Regions from separate parts of the Zea mays genome. Here region 1 is linked to region 2. Evidence: chromatin contacts called from public Hi-C data. All regions are on one chromosome and are shown on one strand. Each heading gives the region's core, a stretch centred on a gene start, on an enhancer-like site or on the middle of the called end of the contact. The rest is flanking DNA. Distances are from core to core; before and after follow the strand shown. Region 1 has its middle 24 kb from the start of LOC103648196. Region 2 has its middle 10 kb from the start of LOC103640963.

The links. Hi-C and Micro-C count contacts between places; a contact is called where the count stands out from the background.
Region 1: a Hi-C map of tassel shows a contact between it and region 2, with 2.5 times the contacts expected there. The contact joins two enhancer-like sites. A contact is called at or near these places in 2 of 25 Hi-C or Micro-C datasets (ear and tassel).

What each region holds. Positions count from the first base shown.
Region 1 is chr10:25,605,937-25,612,489 of Zm-B73-REFERENCE-NAM-5.0, forward strand. No RefSeq gene overlaps it. Among protein-coding and RNA genes, the nearest start is that of LOC103648196, 24 kb to the left of the region's middle. Within about 2 kb of position 3,630, at least 12 of the 20 cell types and tissues checked have an H3K27ac peak or open chromatin away from gene starts, as enhancers often do. A contact at or near this core is called in ear and tassel, where this site is marked.
Region 2 is chr10:25,360,804-25,367,572 of Zm-B73-REFERENCE-NAM-5.0, forward strand. No RefSeq gene overlaps it. Among protein-coding and RNA genes, the nearest start is that of LOC103640963, 10 kb to the right of the region's middle. Within about 2 kb of position 2,933, at least 15 of the 20 cell types and tissues checked have an H3K27ac peak or open chromatin away from gene starts, as enhancers often do. A contact at or near this core is called in ear and tassel, where this site is marked.

The sequences.
Region 1 (6,553 bases), core at 2,380-4,879, 250 kb after region 2:
TTCTCTCTTGTGTTTCTTTTCCAAATTTTTTTTAATACATGACGCAAACATCCGGCACAAGCATGGAGGATTGAATGTTTGGATAGAGAGATTCGTATCCCCTATATCTGCCTTGATAGTACTCGCCTGGAAAAGAAAGCATCAAAGGAGAGAGAGAGAGAGAGAAAGCTAGTGCTCCGTAGAGCAATCTCCATTGCTCTAGAATCCTTTGATTCTTCTTGGTTTGTTTGCTTAGTACTTGACTCCTCAAGTTCACAAGGGGTATTGTGGCTCCTGCCTGCAACTAGTTAGTTTGCCTCTAGGCCAGCCGATCAAGGGGTACTGTGACCATTTCATTCAAGCAAACAAAATTACAGAATTAAATTCGTCAGCAGTTCAATTCAACTGCAATCTGTTCTCAACCATAGTTCAAATTAAAAACTGGCCGAGACATACAAGAGTCAACTTTTAGTAAAAATGATTTTTGTAGTGCTCACTACCGGAAACAACTATTTTGTCGAGTGTCTAAAATTTTTTTGCCGAGTGCCCCATCGTTACCGAGAGTGCCGAGTGCGACGCTCGATAAAGAATTCTTTGCGGAGCGCCCGACAAAATGCACTCGGCAAAGTGCCGAACACTCGGTAAAGAGCTGGATTCCGGTACTGGCTTTCACCTTCTCTACGGAAATCTATATAGGCGTGTGAGGCATGGTACAATTCACATTGTCCTTGTGATTCTATACAATGTGCTTCACAAGGACGTCGTCCAGACCTAACCAAAGAGAGCTACACTGTTGTTATATGCCTTGACGTGCCGACACCTACGAGGATCTTATGCCTTGGTCTGTGCCATCCCATTTGATGTCCAAGTGGTCAACGAATTGGAGTTCAATTTTTTTCCCATAGGCATCACGCTCCTTAGCTCAAACCAAAACGAGACTCGCTTTAGCAGATCCTTACATATCAAAATCTATCCATGCAATGCAAACAATTTGAATTCCACTACGAACACGCATGGCAATTGGGACCAGTTGTTGCCTATAGTTCTATCCCATACGTACCTATGCGATGAGGTCCAAGAGGCTCTGACTCTATCATCCTTTCATCGTCGTCACCTTCAGAGAGAATCCCCTTTGGATGAGCTGTGTTGATATGGATGCTTCTTTCTTTCCATTGTTCTTTTTCAAGATGCATGATGTTTGTTTTTAGTGTAAAAGGCATGAAGTTTTCATAGCCACATTTTGTTTATAGAAGGTGTGTGTAAGAACTCTGAAAATCTCTCACAGCCAAAAAAAACCTAACTTCCAAAAACTTTTTTCAATACCTTGTATGGTGAATATATGCATACAAAATCAAACCTAAATACAATTGCATAACCTTAACTAGATGTGTGAGCATATGCAATAGCACAACATGTGAGTTGCTTCTTACTTGATTCTCTTGACTTTTTAATAAATGATTAATCAACTTTTGCAAACTAATTTGCTATGAATGTGAATGGCTAATAGCACTAGCATGGCTAACTCTATAGGGTTAACCTAGTGGACTACTAGCATACACGTATACAAGTATAGGTGCCAGAGAGAAGAAATAAAAAATAGGAAAAGGAATTATATAATTTAAAAGACAAATAGAAAGAGAAAAGCAGCTAGTTAGCATAGTAGCTAGAGCCTAGGTGGCTGATGCCACGTCTTGCGATCGACAAAATACTGTGGCTCGTCAGCTCCTCGGCTCGTGTCCAGCTCGACTCGGCTAGCTGACGCTACGCCTTGCGCTGAACAAAATATTGTAGCTCGTCAACTCGCTCGGCTTGTGTCTAGCTCGACTCAAATTGTTTTAGTTGTCACAAACCGAGCTAGAATTTAAGCTCAGTTTGTTAACGAGACAGCTCGAGCTAAACTCTATCTAGCTCGTTAGCTTGGACGAGCTAGCATTTATTAGTAAAACAAAGCATCCACTTGTGTTGGATGAACTAATAAACGATGAAATATATTAATTTGGTGTTGAATTGATGTGGTATGCAAAATTGTGAATATATTTACTCATTTTTAGTGTTAATTGGTCTAGAATTAATTATATTATTATATATATGTGCATTTTTTATTGTGGTTCACGAATTAAAATAAGTCATCTTGAGCTTGCAAACGAGCCGAGCCGAGTCGAGCTAGTTTTTAGCTCGATTAACTTAGACTTAGCCGAACCGAGCCGGGCTAGCTGTATATCCATCCCTATCCACGTCTGCCCTCACTCTCCTGCATGCATTGTCGCACGCCCTCCAGCTAGCCCAACTCTAGCAATATGCACAAATCTTATACATCTCTCTCGTAGTTTCATTAACTACAAAAGAGATATAGGTTTTATGAACAAATTTATTTTTATTTTATCGAATGTTCAAAATATAAATTGTACATCATTATACAAATTTGTAGTTGAAAACTTTTTCATTTGAATTAATTTACTGCTTTAAAATGTGATTTTTAAATTGTCTTTGCCTAGTGTTGAAAAAAACACTCAGCAAAAAAGTTCTTTGCCGAGTGTTATATTTTTGACACTCGGCAAAGAAACTCTTTGCCGAGTGTCAAAAAAACACTCGGCAAAGAAACTCTTTGTCGAGTATCAAAAATAAAACACTCGGCAAAGAGCTTCTTCGCCAAATGTTTTCTTTTATCGAGGGTTTTTTGCGTGGCACTCGACAAAAATGCTTCTTTACTGAGTGCCCGAAAAACACTCGGCAAAATATTTGGCACTCGGCAAATAGCCAAATTCCGGTAGTGTTACTTGATTCTCTTGACTTTTTAATAAATGATTAATCAACTTTTGCAAACTAAGTTGCTATGAATGTGAATGGCTAATAGCACTAGCATGGCTCACTCTATAGGGTTAACCTAGTGGACTTACTAGCATGCATATATACACGTATACAAGTATATGTGCTAGAGAGAAGAAATAAAAAATAGGAAAAGGAATTATATAATTTAAAAGACAAATAGAAAGAGAAAAGCAGCTAGTTAGCAGAGTAGCTAGCCTAGGTGGCTGATGACGTGTCTTGCGCTCGACAAAATACTGTGGCTCATCAATTCGCTCTGCTCGTGTCTAGCTTGACTCGGCTCGTTGACGTCGCGCCTTGCGCTGGACAAAATATTGTGGCTCGTCAACTCGCTTGGCTTGTGTCAAGCTCGACTCAAATCGTTTTAGTTGTCACAAACTGAGCTGAAATTTAAGCTCAGTTTGTTAACGAGACAGCTCGAGCTAAACTCGATCCAGCTCGTTAGCTTGGAGGAGCTAGCATTTATTAGTAAAACAAAGCCTCCACTTGTGTTGGATGAACTACTAAACGTTGAAATATATTAATTTGGTGTTGAATTGATGTGGTATGCGAAATTGTGAATATATTTACTCATTTTTAGTGTTAATTGTCTAGAATTAATTAGCAATTGATTATATTATTATATATATGTGTATTTTTTATTGTGGTTCACGAATTAAAATAAGTCATCTTAAGCTTGCAAACGAGCCGAACCGACCTAAGCTAGTTGTTTAGCTCGATTCACTTAAACTTAGTCGAACCGAGTCGAGCTAGCTCTCTATCCACGTCTGCCCTCACTTTCCCGCGTGCATTGTCGCACAGCCCTCCAGCTAGCCCAACTCGTGCCTCGCGCCCCCCACGTAATGGCAGCTGAAGGCGCCACACCTGAATGCACCACCTAGGGCCAGAAGCGTCTGCACCACGCCACACGAATCCAAGAGCGGCCCAACCACCAAGGGGCTTTCGTCTGACGAGTATTGGTTGCTTTAGAATTATAGTAATATAATGCTGCAAACGTCAGTACCGATTTTAATTGGTATATCCATGAGGCATTGGTAACTGTTGAGATGCCCTTAAACAGTACTAACTACTAATATTAAATCATTAGTATCCATTGAACACAACAAGTAAGCATTATTGGTGTATTCAAACGGTACTAATGACTTGTTGGAGACACCAACCGATACTAATGTGTTTTGTAAAATATCTTCCTCCGTGGAGAGGAGTTTTCTTGGCGGCACCATAAGCTTTAAGGAAAGTATGTGATGCTTAACTTTTTTTTCTAAAAAATATTAAGTTTTCACTCATTTAAGTGTATAAATGTAAGCAAATTTATCCTCTCTCATGTAGCATGGTTGAAATAGTTACTTTCTTTGTTTAGATATTTTAAATTATATGGTTGGTTGTATTTGGATCTAAATCAATCTCTAAAGAAATATTATGTAGATTACCGAGGGGGCGTAGAAAATATAGGTTTAATGTATCGTATGATGAAGACTATATAATATTTTTTTGTTTTATCTAGATATTTTAAATTGCATGGTTTGTTTCTAGATCTAGATTTTTAAATTTAGCGAGTTCATCCTCTCATATGAGCATCTCTATAGATGTAATGTATTATTTTAAGTAGATACATATACTATAGTGATTTTCTATTAGACCTTATATCGTTTGAGCTATAATATGTACAGATGTAACATAATTTAGGGGAAAATAGCAATTTTAAGGTTGTATTTACGTTCAAATCAATCGCTAAATAATTATTCTATAGATAATTTGAAGGATTGAAGAAGTGATTAGAGGAGAGTGGATGGGGGCCAATAGAAATCCTTGTATTGCAGCACTCTTGGCTTGATTCCCAAAGTTCAACCCAACACCTAAAGACACAAAAAACTCCAAAAGGGTCAAATCAAGAGCACATTAATCACTTGTTGATTAGATGATCCAAACGTTCATGGGATGATTATAAATCCACTAAACCAAAAAGAATTTGATTTGAACAGTAAAAAGTTAGAGTAAAGACCAAAAAGGAGACCCTTAGAGCAGCGCGACAGTGTCGGCCAAAAATCTGACAGTGACACGCGTGGAGTGGTAGTGTCGTGTGACAAAATTTGCTCTGATTGCCTCCAAATTTTGTAGACAACAAGAATAGAAGAAGGAGAAATGACTTGATAAGTTTGAGCACCAAAATATGAAAACATCTAACCTATATCAAAAAACTCAAACCAAATTGAGGTTTTGTCAAAAGTGCAAATATGTAGAAAACTAGTCCCTGAATTGGATCAACTCATACCAAAGGTTGCAATGATTCTACGAGTGTTTTTAAACCAAAGATCAAACCCAAGACACATCCTAAAATTGCAAAGCCAAGAATTAACTCAAAAACTCAATCAAAAGAGTAAGGATGAGAGGAAGCAACTCAAGAACAAAAACCAATTAGATTTTGACTCAAATTAAAAACCCAAAGGTAAAGTGTGGAGATTCGTCCTCTGGCTCAAGGAACCAATCGTTGAACTCTGTGTCCTTAAGATGTCCTCAGCGGTGATGTGCAAGGGGGCCTCCTCAGGTAGTGAAGGGGGTGGAAAAACTCTAGTGTTGGTGCAAATGTGTCCTATGGTACTCTTCCTGCTGGCGGTCACACGGGTACATGCCATCTAGAAACAAAGCAAGAGTATATCAACTTAGTTTCTATTGGGTAAGAATAGCATAAGTTTTTACCTTAAAGGGGAGACTAAGTTTGAACAAAATAGGGTTAAGGTCAACTAGTTCTACTTTAGGCTTCCGTCAGTCAACAGGGCTTTGATACCACTTCTACCACACTCAATTTTAAGGACAAAATTGAATGTCCACTATACATGTAATCAGTATAATAATCACATGTATAGCGACATCATATAGTGGATTATATCAAAACATATTGCTTTATTAATACGAAACAAGCATTTATTACAACTGAAAGTCGCCTAGAGGGGATGAATAGGCAAAACCTGTAAATTATAAACTTTGAACACAAACTTCACCTGGGGTTAGGATTACAAACAAATTATAATGAATACGAAGTGCGGAAGAGAGTTCTTCTTGCTGTGATTTGCTCAATCAACGTGGATAACTTTGGGAGCAAACTCAAAAGATTGTGAGCAAGAGAACTTTAGAGAGAGGAGAGAGGAAGAATAAAATTGCAAGTTAATGATCAACACAAATTAATACAATGATTTGTTTCCCGGGGTTCGGTTCCAATGAACCTACTCCCCGTTGAGGAGGCCATGGAGGCCAGGTCTTTTTCAACCCTTTTCCTCTCTCAAACGATCACTCAGACCGTTTGAGTGCTTCTTCTTAATCTCAAGGATCACTAAGACCCCGCAAGGAACACCACACACTTAGGTGTCTCTTGCTAGCTTTACAAGTCACTAGAGTTTAGTAGGAGGTGAATAAAGCACGATTAAAAGCCAAGCAACAAGAGCAACAAATGAAACACGAATCACACTCTCTCAAGTCACTAATCATTATTGATCACTTGCTCAATTGCGGCACTTGGAGAGGGTTGGAAGCTTTGGATGTGTCTTGGAATGAATTCCTTGCTCTTGTATTGAATGTGTATGAGTGGAGTGCTTGGATGGATTGAATGGAGGTGGTTGGAGTTGTATTTATAGCTACCAACCACTTCCTAGCTGTTGCCCTCTTTCGGCCGACCACGGACGGTCCGCCCCTGCACATCAACGGCTGAAATCGCAACGATAAGTAGTAACGACTATATCAATGGCTATAAGTG
Region 2 (6,769 bases), core at 1,683-4,182:
TGCCTGGCTGCCTTCCATCCCACGCTCCCAGCCGCTTCGCTGCCTGCCTGCGCATCCACGTGACCACGCATGACGGCGCTCGCCGGCCGCCTCCACCAACTTGGCTTCGCGCGCGGCGCGCCCGTCCGCCCGTGCGTCGTCGGTCGTCCGGTGCCCATCCGCCGTCCGCTGCTCCGTCGTCTGGGTCTGACCAACCAGCCAGGCTGCCAGGGCCAGCGTCGGCCGTCAGTGCCCACTCGGGCAGTGTTGCAGTGAGGCAGTCGGCCTCCATTCCAATCTCCATCCACATCCACTGCTCCACACGCCTCTAGGGTGATAGACTCTAACTAGCTGTAAGCACTAAGCAGTAAAACTCTTCTCAACTTCTTTTTTATTACTAGTGATTGTAGTGAGCGAGCTAAATACTAGATTGTTCAAGTGGTATAAAATTTTGCATTCATTAGTTATATTGTTATATTGTATCTCTCATTTTATACAAATAATTAACTTGCAATGTGTAGGTTCAAATTTAAGTGCTAATGTTGATGAAGTTATTAGAGGCGAGAAAGGACCAAATCACCTCTAATTAGGTACCTTTATATTTTTTCAAGTTTATTGTATTTTTAGATACTGAATTGAGGTAAAATATTTTAGTCTATGTTTTTGGTATATTTTGTTTTAGCGTTATATTTAGCCGTACAATATTTTAGGGTTACCTTCATATTTTATAGTGGCCCGGGGCGTTAGTTTTATAGAGCTCCGCCACTGGTTCTAAACATCGACAACATGAACGAAGATATGAGAAGGATCCACATGTTAGCCGTTAAATGGTTAAGCAAAGAATTAAAACTGGATGAACGAGGGAACGAGGAAAGCGAGGCGGACAAGTAGTTTTTATATGAATTTTGTAGTTTTATTTGTTTTTAAAAATTTGTTGTATTTTATGAAGTTTGTTTAATTTATATAGTTTTATTTTTGTAACGAGAATGTTTTTTTTATGTTGGGACAGATGGAGTATAGTAGATAACACACTACACACTAGTGAATAGATAGGTATAAACTCGGTGCATAGCTGTCATCCCTGCTACTGATTCAATGCCATGAACAAACGATTGGCACATGATTTGCATGCACATATGGTCCAGCAGAGACTCCAAGTATGACCGTAGCACAGTAGTAACACTGTGTCATCAATTCGGTGCCGGCCAGTTAACTATGAGCAGACGACGATCCAATTGCCCATGCATCGCCCAGCTCTCACAGCACCGTCAGATCAAAGATCGTGCGGCCTACACGAGCCTGCCGGTTGATCATTTAAATAAGCTGCATTGATGGACCGTGGTCCTTGTGAATGATGCCGTCTGAATTTAGGTCTGTTGGATCTGATCTGAACATGCATGGGCGGGCTACTGGAGCAATATAAAAGAAAAATGGTCTAAAACTTGTAATACGTATATCTGAATTCATATCTGTTTCTAACGTGATATGATTTTCCTTATTCAAATTCATTGTTCTTATAATATTTCTTTATCCAATTTTAGATCCGTATTTAACAAAAAAATATAGAATATTCCACATTTATCCGCATCCGCGAAGAACAAGTATAACATATCTGTTTAATTTTTTTATCTCTATAACTAGTGACTAATTATTTCATTTCAATATTATTAATGATGCATTAAAACCATTTATATTGTATCTGTATGTAATTTTTAATATTAATTTAATACTATTAATGATACATAAATATTAAATTAATTTTAGTATTTTTATAATGCATTTTAAACCTAATATATTTTGTTGCAAATTATTTAATAATTTTTTATGTCAATTAATTTATATAATTTATAATTTTATGATAAACATTATATAAATAATGATTGATTGATTGAAAAATTATATATATATATATAATGAGTTATTCTTGGTTATGTTGTATACCAACATACTTTATTCTCTAATAATTATCAAAATTGATAAATCAAAATGTCTACTTGTTGCCTACCATCTTTTATTTAATACCATCCATTATAATTTAGTTCACTTCTACATTGGAGATCATTAGAAGGGCATTCTGATTTTATTTCACTTTGGTTATTGACGAACTTAGTAGAAAATTTTCTATTCATCTATGTAAAATTTAACAATATGCACTTTGAGTTGAATCGAGTAAATATCCAAATAGAAATCCGAATTTGAGACATTTGTTTTGTATTCATATTCAAAAAGATCAGCATCCATATTTGAATCCGAACTAAAATATGGTAAAATATGACATTCAGACCCAGTTTCATGTGAGTCCAATTTTTTTTTCTATCCCTAACTACGACTCACATGGATGCCCGTGGCCGCCGCCAAGTTTGGGTGGTTTGGTTGGTTGCATGTTACCTGAGAGACTTACAGCCACATTTTTCTTTGAGCTGCCTCACTTGTTTTCTACAATTTTTCTTTGGACCACTTGCTTGCTGCTGCTGCTGCTGGTGGGGTAGAATCGAAGTAGAAGGTTCTGATTCAGCCACATTGCCAACTGCACATTCGTGCATTGATGCATGGAGATGATTGACAGGTTGGCACGGAGTGTGATGGTTTTCAATAAGGAGAAGCTCATTTTATTTTTATTTTTAACTCCACAGAGATGCATGTTAGCATAAGAAAACAAAAGTTTGAGGTTTCATAGTAGTAGCAACATATTGTTCATCTGGAAGTAATTATATATTATTGCAAATCATTTCTAAGTTTAGTGGCAGCAAAAATAGAAGACAAACAAAAGAATCATCATGCTGGTTTCTTTACCCAAACAAACAAGACACGCAAGTTGCATGGAAAAACTGCGGTCTGCGGCTAGCTAGCTGTTGGCCTGTTGCATAAACTTGTTATTCACCGCTCTCCTTTGGGCCGCCATCGCATTGCTGGACGAATTCTTGGTCGCTTGGGCCACCTACTGGGCTTGTACGTATATCAGGCCTGTGAAAAAAAGGCATCGGAATATATACTTGGCCAACCCAAATCAGAGGTCAACGTGTACTGCTCAAGTTTTTATGGCTTGTTTGGTTGGCTGTATGGTTGAGCCTGTCTCGTATCTAGTGAGTCGATCTCTGACTAGACACATGCAACTTCTTGTGTTTGGTTGTCTTCATGCGATCAGCCTGGTTTATGAGAAATGTTGTTTGATTGCCGGTATGAATATTTGTTGTATGAGTTAAAAATGTTATTAAATAAATGAAAATTGTATTAGTAGACAATAATTATATGTTAAAATTATTTAATAGACACTAACTACATGTTAATAAACACTAATTATATACTAATCTTAATCACGTATTTTTTTAATTTAAAGTGAACATAGCATGTGTGGTCTAGTTTCGTTTCTAAAAATATTAGAAACACAGATATGAAATCGGTTCGGTAATTAAATCTTTTAATTACAAGATATAACAGAAAAACCAACAAAATCAACATCTCGATTTGCGTGCCTGAGTAAACAGCCGGCTCACCCTAGCCTGGCCGCGCGCGTGCGACCGCTCCTGGCGTTCCCGCCGGGCCTGACTCGCGGCGCTTTAAGGTTCGTGCTAGCCTATCTCTCGCAATACAGCGAACCAAACAAACACTACATTTTGCATATGCAGATACAGTTGCACCAACAGGGAAGGCAACCAAACACATGGTATATGTGCAGCAGTGGATCAAAAATTTTACTACAGGGTATGCCATCTAAATTTTTTATTTATATTCAATTAAAACATTTGATAATTTAGTAACAGTTTTTACATCAAATTACACATTAAATTTTAAATATAAAGATTAAGTTAAAATCATAAATAATAAGTCTTAAAAGTAAGTTAAAAATATCCATAAATTATATTATAATTTATATGACTTTTTAGCTTAGCCTTTCTAAGATATATAATCAATTTCTTAATTATATTATCTTTGTTCACTTAAAAAATATAATACCAAATAATTAAATAAAGTATACTTGTACGGATTAAATCCTCAACCCTCACATGTGATTATACAAATAGTCACATAATATATATCGAGTTGTTGATCAACCTCAATTGTTTTGATGTTGAATAAATCGTAGATCCAGTTATACAAAGGAATATGAATACATTTTAAATTCTAACAATTAAAGTATACATATTTTTATTATGCAAAGAAAAAAAGCAAGAGATTGAATATCCCGATGATTAGATTGGTCGACTTTGAGTCTCGTTTTTGACAGGCAAGGCATCACGTGCGTGTGTAGGGTTCTTCCTTGTCTCTCGACTCTCGAAAGTTTAAGATCCACCATAAAGTTGTTTGGATGTTTTTTTTTGTTTTCGCGAGCTACACCTAACACTTTAGCCTCTAGCAGATTCTCGCGCATCACGTCCGTCAAAGAATCCAAGCGATCGAGCGTTGGAATGTTGTTTTTATAATTATATCGTCCGTCTTACAGGCCATCTAATGTCAGTCGAAGAATCCGAGTGATCGATCATTGGACCATCGATTTTATAATCGTATTGTTCGTCTAATAGACCATCTCAAGATTTTATCAGATAGATTCTTTAGACTATAAGTCTGAATATAAAGGAAGGACAATATGCAAGAGTGTTAGCCCAACATATTTTTATGTTAAATATTTTAAAATAATTTTTATTATATATAGACACAATATGTATACGCTTGGTACATTGGGTAAGCCAGGGCATACCTAGCATACCCCTAGGCACGCCCCTGACTGTGTGCGTCTTCTGTGTGCACTCTAGGAAGAACCAATGCACTCCTTTGAATTAAATTAAGGAACCCGATCTTCTCCACAAGAAATTATATCATTTGCCACTTCCTTGTTTCTATTTGTTCAGCTGTGATCAGAAGGCCAATATGTGCCCTTATGTGTTGAATTTGTGATGAGTAATTATCAAAAGATGATCCACTTTGGTCAAGCTTGGAGACTACACATCACGTGTGGGTGCATGCAACATGTCTCTTTCTTTTGTGTTGGTGTGTGTAAGTATATAGCATAAAGACGGTCTATAGTCATGGAGAAATTGAAGTAGACACATGCCGATGAACTGAGAGCGGTAAAGGACGGACGTGAGGCTTAGGCTATCTCCAACACACATCGCAAACTGCCTCACATGCACATTTTCTGCGTTCATAGTTAACGATTTAGTCTTGATTGTGCCATGAGTCCTAACGGTCTGAATCTATCCATTATAGTCGAATGACTAGTTACACATTGGTCTGATTTTTGTCGAACTACATATCCCAATCCGACATCTTGCATTCAACTCCTTGAGAGTCCACACACTGTTGGTCTAGTCTGATGACCTCTAGCAGACTATAGTATAAGATCCGACGCCTCCTCGTCCTTCACATTGACTAGTGGGCCCACTAGTGAACATTGTCTCTATATCTGGTCAAATTATATCTCGGTTAATGGTTTGATGATCGAGTTCACCGCCTTATCCTTAGTCGGTTCGGTCTGACACCTTCACTATACAATCTGACGCCTCTGGTGAACAGTATGAGTCTAACACGTCTATGAGCATAACTGTACTAGAGTATGGTCCAATGCTTTGATGCTAGGGTCTGATGCCCTATAATGCCTTATGGTTTTGTTTCTCTATGATCTTTGTGTTTAGCTAGGTTTCATCTTGTGTCTTGGACTCTTTCATGATGGTAGATCCTTAATAAGTCTTCTAATGTGTTTCATGAAGCGTTGATAATCTCAATCACCACATTGCCTACTTTTAAGTCCATGTTGTATATACTAAACTATAGAGAAATACACTAGAAAAACATTGTTAGTCCAAATGGTCATATTGATCCTCAAACACCAATACTCTATTTATCAAATGAGCCTTGGTCCATTTTCCTTAGAACAACTTTATTTGCCTCAATGCCAAATTTCATCTCATTTATAGTTGATTTGAGTTAATTTTGCCTTTTGGGAGAAAGTTTTGAGGTGCTAAAAGTGAAAATTCCGGATAGCCTAGATTGTCATCATGGCTAGGCCAGATTTAGGGTGGCCAAGCTGGCCTCTGGGGTAGTTAGGTTGAGTTTTGCATAAGTAACAACCTAGTTTAGAGGGTTTTTCTATTTCAATTCTCTGTTTTTTATTCTTATTTTTTGTGGGTCTTCTCTAGGACCCAATAAGTTTTTCAAGCCATCAAAGTACTAGTTGATTTAGGTTACTTGTATGTGGGCTCTTACTTCACCTTGGTTGGAGTTGAGGGAATCACTTTTGAGTTTTGTTGTGAGTGTTCCTCCGTATTCCCTAGAATATTTGGAAAGTATCCACTCGCTTGTTGGCTCTAGAGCATATCGCTTGAATGTCTCTGTGTTTTGATTGCTTGAGTTTAAAATTGAGAGGTGTTGGTGCCGATCCGGGCACCAATCACTGTGTTGAGAACCTGCGGCGGTGCTCTCTACACAGGCGCGGACGGTCCGCGGCCAGGGGCCAGACGATCCGTGACCTATCGTAGGGCTCGGGATCCCTGCTTGACGGGCTGGACGGTCTGCGCCTAGAGGCTGGACGGTCCGCGCGTGCGCAGGGGCGGCGGAGTTCGCCGGCGATGCCTGAATCTCGCTCCCGGGAGGCACCCTGTCAGGGAGGAGAGATCCTAGCCTTCGTCTAGGGTCGGCAAGCCACCCTAGACACCCCTAATCGACGTAGAGCCAAAGAGAAGCGAAGAATTTGGGGGTAAGGAAAGGCTAATCTAGAGCTAAACTAGAACTACTCCTAATGCATAAGTAAAAACGAGAAATAGACTTGATTTGATCGATTGTGGGGGTTCAATTG